Linked DNA regions of Delphinus delphis: region 2 is linked to region 1. Evidence: chromatin contacts called from public Hi-C data. All regions are on one chromosome and are shown on one strand. Each heading gives the region's core, a stretch centred on a gene start, on an enhancer-like site or on the middle of the called end of the contact. The rest is flanking DNA. Distances are from core to core; before and after follow the strand shown.

Region 1 (3,366 bases), core at 523-3,022:
AAGCCTTTCTGCGGGGAGGCCAGATCACCGCCAGCTTTCCGTCGCCCCTGCTCGCTGCGGGGGAAGGGGCGCTCAGCCGAGATTGCCCCTCCTCTCACCAGCTGGAGGCGGCCAGGACGAAGGAGAGCGGCCGCGCCCCTTAAACACACACAGGCGTTCACCCGCCCTCCTCCCCATGGAGGCCTCCATCATGAGGGAGGAGGGAGGAACCCGAGGGGGGAGAGAGGCAAACAAACCCAGGGTGGGGAGGTAGGAACCCGAAAATTCAGAGGGAGGATCCAGGTGTGCCTGAACCCAGGGAGGGTTCCCTGGAACCCGACAAAGACATGTGGGATCCTCCTCCCTTCCCCCACCACGAGCCTAGGGGTCTGGATCTGGGAGTCCGACGGGGTCCGGGGGTGTGGAGCATAGGGATGGTCAGCCCAGAAGAGGTGAGTTGAGAGGGGCCCGAGGAGTCTGGGAGCCAGGAAGGGGGACCCTGAGGATCAGAGGGCCACTGGAGCTGGGCAGTCGGTGAGAGCGGCTGGAGCCCTGGGAATTCCCAGCGTAGGGGCGCCAGTGGCTTACCAGTTAGGCTGGGCGCGGGCTCCTTGAACTCGGCGGTGCCGTAGACGCTGAGGCGCTGGCGCTGCAGTTCCCGCTCGCGCTCATTCACCTCGCGCACCTCCTGCTCCAGCAGCGATGGTGCGATGGGCGGCGGGGCGCGGGCCAGCACCGGGCACCGGCTCTGCACGACTGAACGTGGCCGACCTCCGGGCTCAGGCAGCCGCTGCGGGTCCGCGCTGCCCTCCGCCGCCAGCGAGGAGCCGCACCCGCCGGCAGCCTCGAAGAAGCGCTTGAGCTCGCCCAGCGGCTGAGGCGGCTGCCGGGCGCGCTGCTTTGGGATCTCGGGGCGCGCTAGCGCCGCCTGCCGATGGGCCTCCCGCTCGATGTCTCGCTGCATCTGCGCGCCCGCCCGAGCGCGCTCCAAGGAGCGCGGGAGCGCGGAGCCGGGGCCCGGCAGGCTGAGCACCGGCCGCACACGCAGTTCGACGAGTTCGCGGCCCGCGCGACCTGGGCTCAGGCCCCGGCTCCGGCGCAGGCTCTCCTCGCGTTCGCAGCTGCGGCGGATTTCGCGCTCGATGGGCGTCTCCATGAGCGGCTGCTCTGGGGGCTGTTGTGGGGTCTCGGAGCGCAGTAGAAAACGCAGCTGGGGGGATTCCGAGTTTGACTCAGAGGAGGTTTCCGGACCTTGAGAGGGACACTGCTCCAGGAGCCCCGCGCCTCGCGCTTCACACGGTTCAGCGTCGTCGCTGCCTCGCCCAGGACTCTCAAAGCCCTCAGCTGCGGTCGGTCCAGGGCGCTCTGCCTCCTGCCCCGCTGATGGCCCGAGGACTTCGCTCTCTTGCTCGGGGGTCTCCGCGCCCTGGTCTGGGGAGGGCACGGGGACCTCGCCTCCTGGCCTGGGGACCTCGGTATCCTGCTCTGCGGCAGGCCCGGGAATTTCTCTGTCTAACCCGGGGGGCTCAGGGCCCCGCTCTTCGGACGACCCCAGGGCTTCGCTCTCCGGCCCGGGGGCCTCGGTGTCCAGGGTTGGGAGCAGCTGGGAAGCCGTAGCTCCCAGCGCTGGAGTTTTGATGCCCAGAGCTGGGCCACACCGCCCTGCGCGGCACCTGTAGCTGCAGTCGCCGTCCGCGGGTTCCAAGGCGTAGCCTGCACCGGCCGCTTCTCTGACCCGCCCCTGGCCTCCAAGAACTGTCCCCGGGGGCAGGGCCGGGCAACGCCCCCTGCACCTGCAGGCAGGACTCCGGGCTCCGCCCTGGCCCCGCCCTCGAGACGGGGGCGCCTCAGCTGGGCGCTGGATTTCTTCCACTAGCACGCCTCAAGTCAGCTCAGGGCATTGGCCCGTTTAAAAGAGGACTTCCCTAGACCTAGCCCGCTACCCGGGACGCCAGTCTGGGTGCAGTGTTCACTCAGGGGGCGCCACCCTAGAACGTTTTCGGCCTCACGTCCCCGGCATTGCCAGGAGGCTTGGCCCTAGCTGCACGCCTGGCTGGGCCTCTGAACGCTGTCCTCTGGTGGGGTGTCCCCCGAAGCCATCTTTCCGGGGCCTTGCCTGCCCCGCGCAGCAGCAACGCCCACGGCGTCTGGGCTGTCCTTCCACCTTCCACCCCTGCAGCGCACAGCTCGGGCTGGAGGGGGCGCCAGGAACCGCCTCACCGCCCGCCCCAGTCTCCCTCCCAGTGCCTGGGTTCAGCAAGGTTCCGAGCGGTGAGCCAGCGCCCGCTCCAAGCCCAGAGGGCCCTTCCCCTCACCCTCTCCAGGAAAAGTACGCGAGGCGTCCACCGCCAAGTGCACTCCCAGATTGAGGGACGAGGGAGGGACGCACACACAGAACGCCCAGGGCTCAGCAGAGCGGCTGAGGTTTGAAAGGCGGTCACCTTGGACCCAGGCGACTGGGAAGGCTCAGAGAAGTATCCAGGCTTGCGGGAAGAAGTAGCTCCCTGCAGCTGGGGCCAGATTGTGACGTTCAAGGCCAGGATCGATGCCGGGAGCAGGCGACCTACCCCCAGGGACATTTTCCACTCTCTTCCCCTGGGCTCTCTCCAAAACCTGCCTCCACCCCCCACCATTTTGGGGTGACCAGTAAGAAAGATATAGTTACCTAAAGAAAGTGGGGGGGCTACACAGCCTCAGGAGCCCCAATAATCCCCCAACTCTCTGCCTACCCTGGTGAGTCCCCGTTCTGTCCACCCTCCCACTCTACTCTCTCCTTGATCCCAATCTCAAGCTGCTACCCTCCTCCCTCTGACCATCTGACCTCCTTCCTTCCTCTGACTCTATTGACCCAATTGGAATCAGGCCCACCTGATTCCCGCCCACTCAGAACCTAAGTGTCAGCCTTCTCCAAGGCTCAGTTTCCTTGTCTGTAAAACGGGGATAATAGTGCTTACTCCCTCGGGAGGTGATGAGGATGAAAACTGTACTTCTGGAATGAGTTGTCTCTACAGTGGGCTCTTTATCACCTCCTGTCCCTCTTCCAGCCATGCTTACTGGGCTCTTGGTTCCACCACGCCACTGAACCTTCTCTGTCCAAGGACCTCCGTGACCTCCATTTGCCAGACCTGATCACTGGCTCCTCCCTGATTCCCTCTCCATTAGCTCCTTGGACTTGGAGGACACCATCCTCTCCTGATTTCCCTCCTACCTCCCAGGCACCCCTTCTCAGACTTCTGGTTCACCTGCATCAATGGGCTTCCTTCCCCTCTGGCTTCCATTGGGTTTGGCTGATGGGAGAGAGGTGAGTGAGGTCAGGATGTTTATCCCATGCCCCCTTCCTCCAAGCTTTGTTGGCTGTGTCCCTCCACAGCAGGCAGCAGCTCCACG
Region 2 (3,427 bases), core at 767-3,266, 150 kb after region 1:
GAAGGAGGGCTGGGGTGCCTGAGAACCACCTCCTTCCGAGAGGGGGTCGGGGCGCCATTTGGGCTGTGCTTCCAGACGGGGCTCCTTTGCCAGGCCCTCAGGCCGGGGGCAGGGCCTAGGGGTGGATCCTCGGAGGGTGCGTCTTCCCTGAAATCCAGCCTCCAGTGAGCCTGGGTCCCCAACCCCAGGTGAAGGCAGCATCCCCGTCCTGCCCGCTCCAGCCTCCTTAGGCAGAAGTGGAGGGTAAGCAGGAAGAGGGGGTAGTTCCATTAGGCTTCCCGACACCTTTGGAACCTGGATTTTAAAAGCAGAAGAGGAGGAGAAAAACATTTAATAACGGATGATTCGATGCTCCGGAAGTACCGACTCAACCTGCAGGGCTGCCATGGCTCTGGCGCCACCTGCAGGCTATTTCTTGAATAGCACCCCCCTGTGACATTCCCGGCCCCGGGCAGCCCCAGATGGGACCCAGAGCGAGACACAAAGCGCAGAAACTCCAACTCAGTCCTGCCGTGCTGCCTCCTCCTGGGAGGACGGCCTCAGGCAGCCTTCCTTTGCCAATATCCTGGTGAGGGCTTCCCCCACCCCGCACGCCCGCGGAGGCCAGTTTTCCTGTTCTCTCGGACTTGAGGGGAAAAAAGGAAGACTCTGAGATCATCATCTTTGCGTCCCTTCAGCTTCCCACCTCTCCCAGTTGGACCTCGTCAGACCTCATAGGGAATACTATCCTCTCCTGGAGGCAGTCTCTTCTAACAGATGTTCACTGCACAGCTGCCGGGATAGGGAGGGGTACTCCCACCCGGTGACTTCCCCAGGGGCTCACAGTCTGATAGGCCTTGTGCCATCCCTGAAATCTCTGACACCTTCCCCTCCGACATACATGCACACATACTCTATCCCAGACACACCCAACTTCACGAAGTTCCTAAACGAGCCTCATTGCCTGGGCTCCACTTCAGCGCTCCACCAAACTGAATTAGGCTTCCAGAAATCACTTTCTCCAGGAAGACCTCCTGGACCCCTTCACCTGGATCAGGTGCTTCCTCTAGACTCCCCCATGCCTGTGTTTTAACTCTCACTCTCCCATCTACCACGGTGGGCCAAGCCCAGCCCAGCGCTTGGCACCCGGCAAGCCTCAAAAACTATCTGGTGAATGAGTGAACAAGGGAGGCTCAGTTTCTCTAACTGAGCCATTTCCCTCTGGTCACACAGTTCCCACGAGCCAAGCCGGATTGGAGCCCCTGCTGTACCTATCCCCAGATCCCACCAGTAGTCCCCACAGCCTCCCTGCTAGATCACACCGCGCCTGGAAAAGGACGGTGTTTCCCTTACGGGCCCAGGGAGGGAGAGTGCCTTGCCCAAGGCCACACAGGGGACCCCATCCCCAGCTTACCAGCGTAGGGCAACAGTTCTAGAATACTGCTCTAAGCTGTCTACACAGGTTATCACCCCCCAACCCTCTGAAGTGGGTTGTGACCCCAGGGGTTAACCCACTTCACAAAGGCCCCTAGGGGCTCAGCCCAGGGCAGACCCCCCTCCTCGAGTTCCCCCAGCCACCTGCACAGGCACCTCCTCCTCGGCAGTGTCCGGAGTCCTGCGTCTTCGCCTTGTCCGAGCGGACCAGCTTCCTGCCGGCCGAGTTGCGGGTGGTGTAGCTATAGACGGAGGTGTAGCCCTGGCCGGTGAGCGGACAGAAGCGGCGGGTGTGGGCATGGTCGCGAGTGGCACCACACTGGGGGCACACGTAGTCTCGGAGGATGGGGCACAGCACCCGGCCAGCTTCGTCCTTGAGCACGTGGGACTGGTAGATGGCCCGGGACTCGCCGTTGTGCTTGCAGAAAGAGCACAGGCGTTCAGGAGCTGGTGAGGATTCCGGGCTGTGTGTCTGACCCTCCTCTGGTCCTGGCACTGGTTCTGGCTGGGGGTCCAGCCTGATCTCAGGCTCCTCTTCCCCACGCAGAGCCTCCACCAGGCGTGCCAAACCCAGGTAATCTGTCCATAGATTGAAGCTCCCCATGGCTGGACACCGTGTGCCAGGCAGAGGGGCAGAGAGAGAAGAAACCCAGCCGCCCCAAAGCTTGTCTTTCTACACCTCCCTTCTTAACCCTCCCTTCCCCTCTCTGGAGCCGAGCAGTCTGGGCTGTCAGTTCCCTCCTTATACCTCCAAGGGGGTGTGAAGAGGGAGGAGCAGGCTGTAGGAGGTTCCTTACTGTCACAGGGGGGCTTGCTGCCGCTCCCCCAAAAATGCACCTGCCAAGGGGATGCATGGTCTCTGGGGGGGCTGGAGGCGGGGGGGGGGGGTGACAAGACACAGGCTGCAGGGGGCACCAGTAATACGGAGCCACACACCCCACCCAGAGGGCATTGGGAGGGCGACCCCTCCTTAGAGCCTGCCTGCCTCTCCTGCCCCACAGGGTGATGGGGGCGGGAGGGTTGGAAGCCCCACCCGACAGACTAGCATTGATGTAGCCAGTAACTTAGTAACTTCTTTCTTCCTTCTCCTGGGCTGGGGGAGGGGCCGGGTACCCCTGTGCTCTTTGGGAAGGGTTGGGGAGCTACTGATGTTCCAACTGTCTTCAGAAGGAGAATGGGCCTGGCTTATGGGGTGGGGGGTTAAGGACCAAGGCTCCCAGCTCTGGTCACCCTCAGGGAGCTTTCACACCACTTTTCAGTGGATCCCGCATTTAATGGATGAACAGACTGGGGTATGAAACCACCTGCCCCTGGGGTTATTCACAAAGACAAGCACAAAAGCCTGCCTCCCCACGCTGTTAGTTACCAACGGAACTTTAGGTATTGGAGAGCCTTAGGACCAGCTCGTCCTGGTCCTGGGGTGGAAAGGGGGTGGAGCAGAGCACAGGCACAAGTTGGGCTAATGGGGGGACCCGTAGCATTCGCCAGTGCCTTGATCTCCCCCTCAAATGAGAGCTCAGCTCAGTCTCTGGAGGATAAGGTTTGCCCAGGAGTCACCCACGTGGGGCACACAGATGGGCAGGTGGAAGGATCAACTGGCGTCAAGGTGCTAGGTGGGCAACTGAAGGTAAAGCAGGGGTCTGCCGGTACCAGGCAAGGAGGGTGAGAAACCTGGGCCCGGGACTTGAAGGCAGAGAAGAGGTGCTATGCTGCCTACCCACCTCACTCATTCAATCATTCAAGAAAACTCTATTGAGCCTTTTGGAAGCAGGGCCTCACTAATCGGTTTCACAAAGGTTTCCCAGCTGCCCAGCCCTGAGCCTGTGATTCATGCCCCCAACCCTCCAGGATTTATTCTCCAAATCCAGCCTGTGTCTGTAAGGATCCCAGACACCAGCCCTCACCAAGGGGTGAGAGGCTGGGGTCAGGGTCAGGTACTGGCTGAGCAATTTTGGGGGGGAGTCCAGGGTGGGGTTTTTTTCCCCATCCCATTCCCCTTAGGCTGTGTCCGGCC

Evidence for each region. A called contact is a pair of places that touch in the nucleus more often than the background predicts.
Region 2: a contact with region 1 is called in a Hi-C map of lung, with 5 times the contacts expected there. The contact joins the promoter of NANOS3 here to the promoter of MISP3 in region 1. A contact is called at or near these places in 2 of 3 Hi-C or Micro-C datasets (lung and muscle).

Annotation. Positions count from the first base shown.
Region 1 is chr3:10,296,232-10,299,597 of mDelDel1.2, forward strand. MISP3 (MISP family member 3) reads right to left here and starts at 1,773. Exons shown (of 3, transcript XM_060006622.1): 1 at 568-1,773; 2 at 1-54. The coding sequence starts at 1,135.
Region 2 is chr3:10,448,301-10,451,727 of mDelDel1.2, forward strand. It overlaps NANOS3 (nanos C2HC-type zinc finger 3), which reads right to left and starts at 2,017. Exons shown (of 2, transcript XM_060006629.1): 1 at 1,570-2,017; 2 at 1-294. The coding sequence starts at 2,017. The coding sequence ends at 227.